Regions from separate parts of the Mus musculus genome. Here region 2 is linked to region 1. A link is a contact called in public HiChIP or PLAC-seq data. All regions are on one chromosome and are shown on one strand. The core of a region is the stretch at or near the end of the contact, and the rest is flanking DNA. Distances in the headings are between cores, read along the strand shown.

Region 1 (6,354 bases), core at 2,669-5,168:
TTCTTGAGTCCTCTTTCCGTACCATTCTAGGCCAGGCTAGAGAAAGAGGCTCTGTTTGTACCACCAGTGTTGGGAAACAGTCCTAATTTACCTCCAATCCCAAAAGGCTCAGGGCATGATGCACAGCAGGAAGTCTGCAGCTTCCTGCTCATGTCCACTCTGAGGATTCTCAGAGGAAAAAAAAAAGTCTTCCTAAGACATTTAACTCATAACCTAAGCCGCGCAGCTCAAACCTGAAGCCTAGAACATAAATTCTAGGATATGTATGCAAGCCAGTCTATACTCAACCTTTCATTTATGACTGTTTCCTCTGCTCGTGGCCTTTTCCCATTGAACACCCTCTTGGAACTTTATCTTGCACATAAAAGAACTAATGGTGCTACCTCCTTCCTCAACCCGGGAGCAACTCAGGCACCCCAAACATTCTGTATAGTCTCCCATCCTTCCCTTGTGTATAAATGGGCCTGTATTTAACACACTGTGCAATGTTGGGTTATTTATTTTGTGCATCTGTGGCAATAAATGAGATCTAAGTGGTGCCATGGGTTTTGCTGATTTCTGTACTGTGCACAGCCAGAGGCCTGGAGGGCAGTACCCAGATCCTAGCACCAGCCGGGGAGGGCTGAGAGAGCAAGACACCTGGGTTGGCAGACACCAAAGCCTAGGCAGGAAAGGGTAGGAGCATACTGCAGGGGCCTGTCCCCTCATCTCTTTGCTTTCTCCCTCTTTCCTTTTAGGGACCCAGGCCCCTAGGACACCAATGCTGAAGCTCAAAGATTAAAGGCTGAGAAAATCATTGGCTCTAAGTCAGTGGTCTCAGCCAGCTTTGTCAGAAATGTTATATTCAGGACATGGCTATTTTTTTTTTTTTTTTGGTTCCACTTTCCATTAGGTGTGAATGACAAAGACCTCTCCTAACTCCTTTGGAGAGCCATAAGGGGTAAGAGGAGCAGAAGGGCCAGGGAACCCTATAGTCTCCACACAACCTTACATCCCACAGGCAAGAACTAAGATTTAGGAAAACTGCATCAGTAGAAGAACCATAAGCCAGGATTAATACGCAGAACTGGGGTGCAAGATTGCCTGGCATCTGATTGGAGCCCTGGCAGTGAAAGCTGGGACCGTTGAAAACCCAGTTGAAGTGCTTGGGACTCAAGCTGAGGGTGCAGGTGGCCAAGATACTGGATCCCAGGACAGGTAGTTTGGCAGTGAGAACAAAAGGGATAGACTGGGACCAAGATGCCTGGATCCCAGGCATGGGAGCAAACTGTAGGGAAGCAGGGGCTGGGAGAACCCAGAAGCCTGGGTTCTGGAACAGCAGCAAGTCAGAATTCCAGGATCTGTATCCACCCTCCTCTTCCTCTTCTCTATCACTCAGGAGACGGAAGAAGGGGGCAGGAGAACGGAGGCAATGGGTGGAGTCCCCATGTCAGATGGATATATTTGGGGCAGGCAGACACATGAATGGTGAGAGGGATTTAGTGCTGCATAGGTCCTGGAGGGGGCTTAGAGGGATCAGGAGGCTGTGGAGGAGTGGTTGGGGTGGGTGCTGGGGTTGTAGGACGCCGTCCTTTGCGGTGACCCCGTACACAGTGCTTATGACTACAGCCTTCTTCTTCATCCTCATCACTCTCGGTGGAGCTCTCGCCAAAGGCCCGAGGCTTCTCATAAATACAGCAGCCTGAATGGAGAGAGAGAAAGCCAGCTAAGAAGGATGAAGAGCAGTGTTCAGTCAGTTTCATTTCCACCAGATCTGTGTGAAAACCTCTCCCTACTTTTCTGGAATCCAGCTGCCTTAGCCTCTTCCCCCAGGAATTCAAGAGAGAGTCGGAAAAACCTGACTCCCATTCTGCCATGGCTTGCCCCCGCCCCCACCCCTAACTCCAGGCAGTTGGTACCGCATAGTTTTATTCCCACCTATTTTTCTTTCCAACCAAGAACTCGATAGAGCTATAAAGCAACAGTGAGATGGTGGCCAGGGACACTGGGCCACCCACACTCACATTTCGACGAGCGTCGCCCCATATGCTCATTGTCCACAGTGTCACTGGACCACTCCACCTTCTTCTCTGGCTTGCGTTTCCGAAGTTTCATAGTTAGGCTCTGATTCTCCTGAAAAGTTAAAAGAGGTGTGGGCCCATCTGACTCACTTCCTCTTGATTTTTCCTGTTTCCTATGGAACCTCCTTTTTTCTCTTCCCTGGCTCAGTCAGTAACACACATCATGCCCCTGGAGAGGCAGGACAGCCTGTTTGTGGAGAGTATGAATCCCTGTTCTTGATAACCAATAGTATGCAAAGAAGGCAATTCTTAAACTAGGGAAGGTGCCAGCAAATTGGCAAACTAAGATACAACCAACGCTATCACCCTTGGTGGCATTAATATATGAATGTTATTTTCTCCCTTTCCTGTGACTGGCCTTTGATCTCACTTTCTTCTTCACACCTCTTATTCATGTTCTAAAGAGACTGAGGTATGTAATCTCAGCACTTGGGAGACTGAAATGGCCTCTGCAACATGGTATAGCTATTTTCTCAGAAAAAAATAAAATAAAATAAAGCAGGGATGGGGAGACATCTCTGTTGGTAAAGCTCTTTTGGTGCAAGCATGAAGACCTGAGTTTGATCCCTTGTATCCACGGGAACAAAAACAACAACAAAAAGTCAAATGTGGTGGTGGTGGTGGTGCAAAAAGGCAGATCTCTTGCTAGCCAGACTAGCCTATTTGGCCAGCTCCAGGCACAATGACTCTGTATCATAAGTAAATAAATAAATAAATAAATATAGACCATGTCTCAGACATCTGAGGTTAACTTCAGGCCTACACACACACACACACACACACACATATCAAAATAAAACAAATATCCAAAACCCTCCTTCTACAAAAAAGCCTTCATTCTTTCTTCTCTCATCTTCAAGCCCAGGGCTCCCTAATCCTATCCACTTATTCTTTAACATTCTGGCATCTCTGGTAATAACTGCTAAACTACTAATCTCCTTCAACCCAGACATTGTCAAACCCAACGCATCTTTCTCCCTTTGAAAGCAATTTGTTTTTGCAAAAGTTGTTTGCTCATTTGCTTCTCTCCTCCCTGATCTGCCAAAACACACTTCACCTTATTTTCTTGTTTCCTCATTTCCTCCGCTTTAACACGCACCCATTCCATGACTATCTATTGGTAAGCACTATTGGTAAGTACTCGTTCTGTACATTTGCCTCCAAAACCACGCCTTCTCAAATGGCGTTTCACTTCCTCCCAGTACCTTTCTGGCTCCTTAACCCAGTTTCCGTTTATTACGTACATAGACCACCACCCCAAGCCTTAACACCTATACTCTAATTGTAACTACGGATTAAACAATCCTTGACCAGTCACTTGAACCATTTGAGCGGCTCCAAGCATCTCTATTTAGTTCCTTGCGATTTTCCCAATAAGAGTAAACCCCACATGATGTCCCAGATCCCAAACCCACCAACTTTCCAAACCCCCCTCCCCCTCCCAGTGCCTCCCAGACCCCTAAATAGACCCCCTGCCCGCCTTTCTCACTGGCTCGGTTGTCTCGGTAACCGTTGTCTCAGTAACCGTTGTCTCAGTGACGGTCTCACTTATCCCGGCCCCTGTCTCCGCCATGGCTAAAGCGAAAAGCGAGAAAGCGGGATGAGACACCCTTTCCTTTTTCTGAGCCTCAGAGATCTAAGAGAACCGGTACAAGACTCGGAGTAGAGGCCAGGATGCTCTAGCTTCTTAATCTCCCCTACTCCTCCACGGCCTCTGCTTCCCCACCCCTGGGGAAAACCTGTCCAACCCCACTTCCGGCCTTTCACTTCCGGTTGTGACGCATCCTGCAGAACACAGTTTCCCTTCCCCACCACCGCCTGGGTCAAAGCAGGCGTCGCCAGAATAGTTCCGCCGTAATGCAATAGTGCGCAGACGCTGAGGTTGGCAGAAGTGATGTCATAGTGGGGGGGGTGGGGCTAGGCAAGGCTTAAGTTCATTGGCTGGTCAACTCGAGGCCGTTGTGCTGAAAGGATGAGGTCTGTGTGCCTAGAATCCTTACCCTATCTGCTGTATCCATAAGCTTAGGTGAAAAAATTAGGTGGGACAGGGAGCTATCTCCAAATTCCTTTTTATCATTCTGTCAAGGAGCGGTTTTCCAGGAGCAGGAAATACACTGGGTTCTAGCCGTCTCCCTGTTTGTTGATATCCCAGTGAAGGTACACTAAACCTGAAATTTTTTGACTGTAGTAGGCCCTAAGATTAAAGCCTGAAACACCTAGATTACCATTTAGCTCCCAGTTTGAGGAATGCAAAGGTTAGATGCAGGGGGCAGAGTAACAAATCCAAATTCATCTGGTTAAATTTTGTTAAATCTCTCCACTATCCATCCAAAAATACCAGTTTTTGTTTCCTTACAATGAGAAACTAGATTTAGATAAGATATATGTATAATACATATAAGTGCATCTTTTTTGTATTGTCCTTGTAATGGTTTTCATTTAGGCTTACTATGCTCGAGAGTCCAAACGGGGGGAGGGGGCTCTAATTTGTAAGCTCCTAGCTTGTACAAACTGTCGTGGCAGCCCGCCTACCTCTTTTAACCAGACATTGAAGGTTTTTTTTTGTTTGTTTGTTTGTTTGTTTGTTTGTTTTGTTTTGTTTTCCCAAATAGGGTTTCTTTGTGTAGCCTTGGCCCTTTTGGAACTCTCTCTGTAGACCAGACTGGCCTCAAATTCAGAAACTTACCTGCTTATGCCTCCTCCAGTGTTGGGATCAAAGGCCACCACCACCACCCAACAAAGAATTATTTTATTATTATTATTATTCACTTTACACCCTGTTCACTGCCCCTCTCCCAGGTACTCCCTCCCACAATCCTTCCCCCATCCCCATCCCCTTCTCTGAGTTGGGTGGGATCCCCCTGGCTATCCCCACACCCTGACACTTCAAATCTCAGCGACACTAGGTGCTTCCTCTCCCACTGAGGCTAGACAAGGCAGCCCAGCTAGAAGAACCTGTCCCATGTACAAGCAACAGCTTTTGGGATTGTCCCTGATCCAGTTGTTTGGGACCCGCATGACAACCAAGTTGCACATCTGCTACATATGTGAGGGGAGGACTAGGTCCAGCCCATGTATGCTCTTTGCTTGGTAGTTCAGATTCTGAGAGTCCTAAGGGTTAGTTGACTCATTTGGTCTTCCTATGATGTTCTTATTCCCTTTGGGACTTGAAATCCTTCTTTCTATTCTTCTATAAGAGTCCCCAAGCTCCTTCCAGTGTTTGGCTATGGGTATCTGTATCTTGAGTGAGCAGCTGGGTGGAGCCTCTCAGAGGACAAGAAGCATGGTATGTACTCATTATAAGTGGATATTATCCACAAAATACAGGTACCACAGTACACTCCATGGCCCAAGTGAGGACTCTTGAATCTCATTTCGAAGGGGGAATAGTCATAAGTCAGATGGAGGAAGGGAACTGGGAAGGTGGGGCAATGGGGAAAGGAATAGGGTGGAGTCAGGATCCAGTGTGGGGAAGGACAGGAAGAGTTGGCTAGATGGCCATGAAAATGAATGGAAATCTGCAACTAGCAGGGGTGAGGGGTTGGGGGAGAACTTCCCAGGATGAGGCAGAGACCTGGGATAGAGGAGGCACCCAAGAGTCAGTGGAGGTGACCTTAGCCGTGATTCACACATCAGGGACATGGAATCTGAAGAACCTACCTCTGTAGTCAGGCAGGACCTCAGTGGATCAAGACACACCAATCCACCCACAAAACTTTGAACCTGATATTTGTTCTGTCTATAAGAAAGGCAGGCACAGGGGATGGAGCAGAGGCTAAGGGATGGCCAACCAATAACCCTGTCCAACTTGAGACCCATCCCATGGGCAGGCACCAGTCCCGGACACTATTAATGATACTCTGTTATACTTGCAGAAAAAAAAAAAATTAAATTGACTGCTCTTGTAAAATTTGCTATTCTAGCAAGATAATAGGCCATAAGACTATTTCTGCTTTTGTAATCAAATTTACCTATTCTGCTCAATGGCTAAGACAACTAACTGCAAGACATATGCTAAAATTAGACTCTGCCTATGTGTAGACAGAATATATGTAATCTGGTGGTTTCTAACTTTATAAGCTTTGATGCTGCTTCTTGGGAATGCTCTCAATTGCAATCTTGGTGCCATGAGTATTTAATAAAGACTCTTATTAATTTGTTTATGGTCATGGGGAATCTCTTAGACCCATAAAAACCTCATTCCAGACTCCATCATTTTATTATAGTTTTTTCTTTTTTTATATCTATATCTCTACTTCACCTAAATTTCCTTTGGAATAAGACCGATTATTGT
Region 2 (6,354 bases), core at 2,134-4,633, 110 kb after region 1:
CTGCAGATCTGGTCGCCCATGAGAACTATAGGGACGTGGTTTTCAACAGAGGTTGCAATGTCTGGAGGGTGAGGATGAGGGAGGGGTCCTCTAAATATCTTACCATGCACACAGTTCAACCCCCAGCAATAAGACTTCCCTGATTAAGTAGTTCAACAGCATAGGAATTGAGAAACCCTGGTTTATAGAAAGAATCTTAGGTATCATATCTGGGGAAATGGAGGATCCGAGATGATATAAACCCGACCCTACCTCCTCTAGAAAGAAAGAAAGAGAGAAAGAAAGAAAGAAAGAGAAGGAAAAAGAAAGAAAGGGAGAAAAGAATAACCATAATCTTTGCTGACTCAAAGGGGAAGAGTGGTTTTTCATGATTTTCAGTGTTACTCCTCTTGGCTAGCTGTACTGTCCTGAGTGAGCTGAGAATCTGAGGATAATATCATGCTGAGCAGATTAATCCCTTCCCAATATGGTGATTTTCTGATGGAATCTTTACTTTGAACTGAGGATTGGCTAGACCTGAACGCTGAAGGCCTGACTGCTCAGAAAGTGTTAGCTCGCTGCTGTCTGAGAGCTTCCAGGACAGAAGCAGCTCAGGGCAGTGCACAGTAAGCACAATGATGGATGCCAGACACCCTGGGCTGGAATCCCAGCATCACCACTGGCTGCTGGTAGTTACAGGACCCTGTGTCCTTGTTTCCTCATCTCTAACATAGAGATCATAACAAAGCACATTCGCTGAAATGTCTGAGGATTAAACACACTGATCTGTGTGCCTCGCACAAAGTAAGGACAATTTAAATGTAGCTGTCACCATGACCCCTACCACCACCACCCCAGTATCACCACCACCACCACCACCACCACCACCACCACCACCATCAACCTCTTTTCTCTCCTCCTGTATAGAGGGATGGTATTAATGAAACATTAGAACAAACAGCTTAAGAGGATTTCCTGATTTGATATGTATTTACTTGGAGTCTTATTCACTGGACACTGGGAGTATGAGAAAAAAAAGTGAGCTAAGTTTTGTGTCTTTTGTGGTTTTTTTTCTTTTTTGTCTTGGTTTTCATTTCACGTATTTTTAAGCATGTGCAACTATGTATATGGAGGTGCCAGTGGAGGTGAGAGATATCGGATCCCATGGAACTGGAGTTTCAAGGGCTCTTTACAGTAGCTTCTGCACTCTGGACCATTGAACTATCTCCAACCTACCTGCCTTTCTGTTTTGTTTTGTTTTGTTTTGAGATGAGAGTCTTACTATGTAGCTTTGGTTAGCCTTGAGCTTAGCTATGTACACCATAATTGTCTCAAATTTGAAATTCTATTTATTGTTTTTGTCTACCTCCTGGGTTTGAGATTATAGGTGTGCACCATTATGGACTACCCCCACCCCAACCCTTCTCTCTGAGTTTGGTCTTACTGTCTTGACCAGGTTGATCTTGAACCTACAGACTCAGACTCACACCCCCACACCCCCTTTAGCTTCATAAGTAGCTTGGTTATGCTGCTACTGTTCTTCCATTGAATTTGAGATCAGTGGTCATATATAGCCACAATGTGTTTGAGTAAATGGGACCTACAAGATGTAAGGTTTGGGGTCAGAATTACAGGCCTGAGCATTGGGAACAAAGACAAGGGTGCAACCAGGGAGACTCGTAGAGAGAGAATGTAATATACTTCATACGCAGTGTTTTATGTGTTCTTACTTAATCCTTGCTGGAGCACTTTAACACAGTATTATTCCCATTTTCAAGCTGAATACTCAGTTTAGTGAGATTTAATAACTTGCTTGAGATTTCTTAGTAGGTAAGTGGTTTAATTAGAGTTAGAACCCATTCATCTACTTATCCAACCAGACTTTCTTTTTACTTGGAGATGTTATTGTTTTAGGTTCACAGAAAAATTGAAAAGAAGGCCCGGAGTTCCCATACTTCCCCATGCACACCTTCTCCATTATCAGGTTACACCGCCACAGGAGTATACTTGTGAATGTTGATGATCTTTATCAACCAGCTGTTGTCACTCAAAGCTTGTGGCTTATATTAGGACCAGCTGTTAGAGTTTTGCATTCCAGGGGTACACGTGGCGTGTGTCTACCTTTGCAGTGCCATGTGAATTACAGATTTCCAGGGGCATTTATAGTATGTCCACTTTGAGCTGTGCTCAACGATAGGTACCAGTCCTCAAGAGAGGAATGGAGCTTCTTTCTGTTCTAGTGTAGTTGAGCCCAGACCTTTGTGTTTCAAGGCCCAAGCTATTTCTAGAAAATTAGACAGAAAAATAAATGTCTTTAGGGCATGGGAACAAGGTTTAAAGATTTTTTAAAATTTCATTTTATCCATTTATTTTATGTATGTGTTCACACCAAGGTGCATATGTGAAGGTCAGAAGTTAACCTTTGGGTGTTGGTTCTCTCCCTCCACTATGTGTGTACCAGAAATCCAACTCAGGCTTGGCAGTAAGTAGGTGCTTTTACATGCTGAATCATCTCACTGGCCAGGAACAAAGATTCTTCATTCGTGTATCATCTCTGCTTTGTTAGAGTGTGCCTGTGAACGTTCTAAACCCGACCAATTATCTGTGCAGTGACTCTGTGTCATACAAGTGCTCTGCCAAGACAAATTTAAATGTTTTCCTATCTGGTCAGGAAGGGAAGGTATGATGTTCTCTGTTATGTGGAAGGCAATTCTGAGAGGTTCAGGAATTCATTCACCCATAAGTAAGAAAGCCAAGCAGAGCTATTGTAAGCTATACGGCCAGTTCTCTTCATCCATGAAAGTTAAAGGGATTGCCGTTCTTTTTAGGTTCCTTAGAAAAAAGGTTGAGTGCAAAAAGGGGTGTGAATAGGACTGAATCTGGACCTGTACCATGTGAAGACTGCTTCCTGTGGCTGTCGCCAGTCCAAGGAGGCAGCCAACAGAAGTCATATCAGACTAGCGAGAAGTTAGCTCCCTAAAGAACAATCCTCCTGGTTCGCAGGCAGAGTGCAAAAGGCTGTGGTGTCGCCTTTTCTGGATCTTTCAAAATTGGAGGAGTTGTTAGCTCCTGGGTCACCTCTGCTGTAAGAGCCTGAGGGTTGGGAGAATGCCAGCTGCCTGCAATATCCATCTCTTCCTTGGCTGGGTCTTTGCTTCGCTCGTTTGCCATTCATTTCCCAGAGTGTTTATTCATCAGATTTCTCTGTTGTTTGTAGTTCTGAGCTAGCAGCTGTACACTCTTAAGACCATTGGACTCAGCTAATCCCCGCTTTTAGTCTTGTAGCTTCCAACCCAAGATAGACACATGGGTATAGCTAACGATTTTGTCTGTACATATGGTCTACCCCACAACACGAACACAAACCATCCGCTCGAGTCACAGTGTCTGAGCCAGAACTGAGGCCTCTCCCCCTGCGCCCACGCACATTTCAATGCTCTCTCCTCTTGTTCTTCCCTCCAGACATCACAGGAATTTGTGGAGAAACTAACCAAGCGGCTGAAAAGACACCCTGAGGAGACTGGAGGCTTCCAGGAGGCACCACTGGCCTATGATGCTATCTGGGCCTTGGCTTTGGCCTTGAACAAGACCTCTGGAGGAGGTGGCCGTTCAGGAGTGCGCCTGGAGGACTTTAACTACAACAACCAGACCATTACAGACCAAATCTACCGGGCCATGAACTCCTCCTCCTTTGAGGGTGTTTCTGTGAGTTACAGCAGCTTCTGTTGTGCACCCCATGAAAAGGGAGATGCCTGGAAGGTCCCTAGATACATTTTCTCAGTTATCTTTCTGTCAGAATCAGTAAAGCCGTCTTAGACTATGGAGGTGGGACCCCCCCAAACCAGAAAGCCATACAAAATATGGCAGTGAAAAGAATTGCTCTATTCTAGTGCTTTTCAAGCTGGTCAAGGTGTTTACAGTTTAAAAAAAGAGAACGACTTGAGAATTCATCTCCTCATTCCTTTTAAAGTAAGGAAATTAGTGCCCAGTAGGGTTTGGTGATTGCTCCTGATCCTCTCTCGGGGGGACTCTCTAATTCAGATCTTAAGATGAAGGAAGCTTCTTCTCCAAAGAATACTGTTTCCAGAATCTAGGGTATGTGCATCTGGGGTGTGTCCTACATGCAGCGGACGGATGCCATAAATAGCCTTCATTCAGAAGCTCAATTACATCAAAAACAGAAGGTTTCGGAGTCCCTGATGTTCTCTTTTCCTCCTGCTTTTATCCCCTCTGCCTTCCTCCACATGTTTCTCCTCAGGGCCACGTGGTCTTTGATGCCAGCGGCTCCCGGATGGCATGGACGCTTATCGAGCAGCTACAGGGTGAGCCCGGGTGTGAGGGGGCTCAGGGAGGGGCAGGCAGGGCTGGGCAGGGACTGGGCTGAGGGCTCTCTTGGAAGAACATTGATCAGCCTCCACAGATTGCCAGGTACATTTTGCCTACATTGCATTGTGTTCGTCAGGCTTTTAAATACTGATAAAAAGAACATGGGTAGGATCTTTGCAGTGATTCTGTTCTTTCAAAGGGGCATACAGGTTAAAAAAAAAAAAAAAGCAGCTGTTCTTTCTTCCCAGTGGCTTTAGTTTTAGTCCCAGAAGTTGCCTGCCTGAGGCTGGGTTGAAAGGTGAAGAGCTGTCCAAAAAGTGTGTCCAAAAAGATCAAGGAAAGCTGGCTTCTTTTAAAAGGAATTCACTCAGTTCCTTGCTATGTGAGAACAGCATTCCAGTCCTACTGGCCTTTCTAGATAGCGTTCCCTGTAACTTAGTTCTGAGGAGTCTGCAGACCTACTGTGAGTTAATCCTTCCGTTCCACCTGACTTAGCCTCTTGTGGGTGTGGCCAAGAGACCCATTTCTTAGCCTCTGGGAAAAGTTTCTTTCTCCCTCCCTCCCTCCCCCCACCAACGTCTGCCACCAAATCCTCTCAGCTCTCTTTGTATATGGGACAAGTGAGGCTGGACTTCAGCCAGGGCGAAGTGGGTGTGAGATGGCGTTTGGAAGGAAAGTTGTATTAACTGTGGCCATTCTGCAAAGAGACACCTTAGGAGTGACTGCCTTTTACTGCCTTGTACTTTAAGAGGCAGATGTATCTTCTCCAAGGCATTAGAACCCAAGCCAAAGGGAGAGAGGGTTCTAAAATTAAAGCCACAGGGGGTGGGGGTGGGGGGGGCGGATCCTGCAATCTGTCCATCATAAGAGGGAGAACAGGCAGAAATTGTTTAAAGCTTTGGAAGCGAGAGACGTGTTGCTGGGAGAGGTGTGAGGCAGTAGAAGATGTGGTAGACGCGCCACGGTGCCTTCCACTGTGGAGCCTCACATGCTTAAGGGTTATATTACTTATTCATATATACACACATACATATTTATTTATCCATACACATGCACTGCTTATTCATGTATACTTACTGCCTTGGGAATCACCTTGTGTTGCTGTGGATTTAGGTTGCCTACCCAGGTGACTTGGGTCCTTACAGCATCCTTGAGTTGCTTATTATATACTATTATATGCAACCACGGAGAGCAACCTTGAGGGTAATGGAAGCTTGAGAATGTCTTCTCCTTACCCACGGCAACTCCTGTCCTCTGCTCAGGCGGCAGCTACAAGAAGATCGGCTACTACGACAGCACCAAGGATGATCTTTCCTGGTCCAAAACAGACAAGTGGATCGGTGAGTTCTTCTTCGGTGCTTTCGAATAGTCATTGTCAGACATCTGAATGAGGAAAGGTGCTTTTAGGTGGAAATGGAAGGTGGGGTTAGGGCAGGGATTGGGAGTGAGCATAGCCCCCAAGAAGGGAGGAGAGGTGAGTGGGTGAAGCTGGAGCAGGCCAGGGGTTACCTTCTTTTTTAATAGTGCTCTGCTTCAGTGGGTGGGACTTAAAGGCAACAGAAGCTGAGAGAAATGGAAGCTGTCATCCAACCTTGATATGTTAGAACCAGGGTCTTCAGGTCCCTATCAGAACAGTAGCTGCCTAATTGCAGGGCAGAAGATAGAATTTCATGCTGTTTTTATTGGCTCTTTGGGGCTTTTTTTGTTTTGTTTTGTTTTCCCCTCACGTTTTGTACATTTGTTTGTGTACATGTGGAGGTCAGGGGACAACTCAAAAGAGGCCTCTCCTACCACCCTGTGGGTCCTGGGAGTTGAACTCAGATCATCAGGCTTGGTAGCAAGAACCTTTATGCCCTGTGCCGTCTCTCCAGCTTTTATCTTGGTTTTTGGTGGGTTTTCCCTCCCCACACACTTTTTTCTGAATCAAGGCTTCATCCTATAGCTCAAGTTGCGCTTGAACTCATTATGTCAGCCAGGCTCATCTTGAAGTCAGGGTGATCTTCCTGCTTTAGCATCTCAAGTGTTGGGATTTCAGGTGTAAATCACCAT

The links. HiChIP or PLAC-seq counts read pairs in DNA pulled down with a chosen protein or histone mark.
Region 2: a contact with region 1 is called in an H3K4me3 HiChIP or PLAC-seq map of forebrain, with 3 times the contacts expected there. The contact joins the enhancer-like site here to the promoter of Ppp1r11 in region 1. A contact is called at or near these places in 16 of 39 promoter capture datasets (3T3-L1-derived adipocytes, the HPC-7 cell line, cranial neural crest and 10 more), 1 of 15 datasets of contacts at CTCF or cohesin (embryonic stem cells), 25 of 484 Hi-C or Micro-C datasets (CD4 T cells, brain, cerebral cortex and 11 more), 29 of 115 datasets of contacts at active chromatin or transcription factors (PVALB interneurons, VIP interneurons, astrocytes and 18 more) and 4 of 9 other capture datasets (adipose tissue, embryonic stem cells, liver and 1 more).

Annotation. Positions count from the first base shown.
Region 1 is chr17:36,947,874-36,954,227 of GRCm38.p6, forward strand. It overlaps Ppp1r11 (protein phosphatase 1, regulatory inhibitor subunit 11), which reads right to left and starts at 3,919. Exons shown (of 3, transcript NM_029632.3): 1 at 3,550-3,919; 2 at 2,004-2,112; 3 at 482-1,681. The coding sequence starts at 3,633. The coding sequence ends at 1,479. It overlaps Rnf39 (ring finger protein 39), which reads left to right. Exons shown (of 4, transcript NM_001099632.1): 4 at 1-113.
Region 2 is chr17:37,059,093-37,065,446 of GRCm38.p6, forward strand. Gabbr1 (gamma-aminobutyric acid (GABA) B receptor, 1) reads left to right here. Exons shown (of 23, transcript NM_019439.3): 12 at 3,442-3,684; 13 at 4,238-4,301; 14 at 5,568-5,645. Among named protein-coding and RNA genes, the nearest start is that of Gabbr1, 16 kb to the left of the region's middle. Within about 2 kb of position 3,384, at least 50 of the 459 cell types and tissues checked have an H3K27ac peak or open chromatin away from gene starts, as enhancers often do. A contact at or near this core is called in PVALB interneurons, VIP interneurons, brain and 5 more, where this site is marked.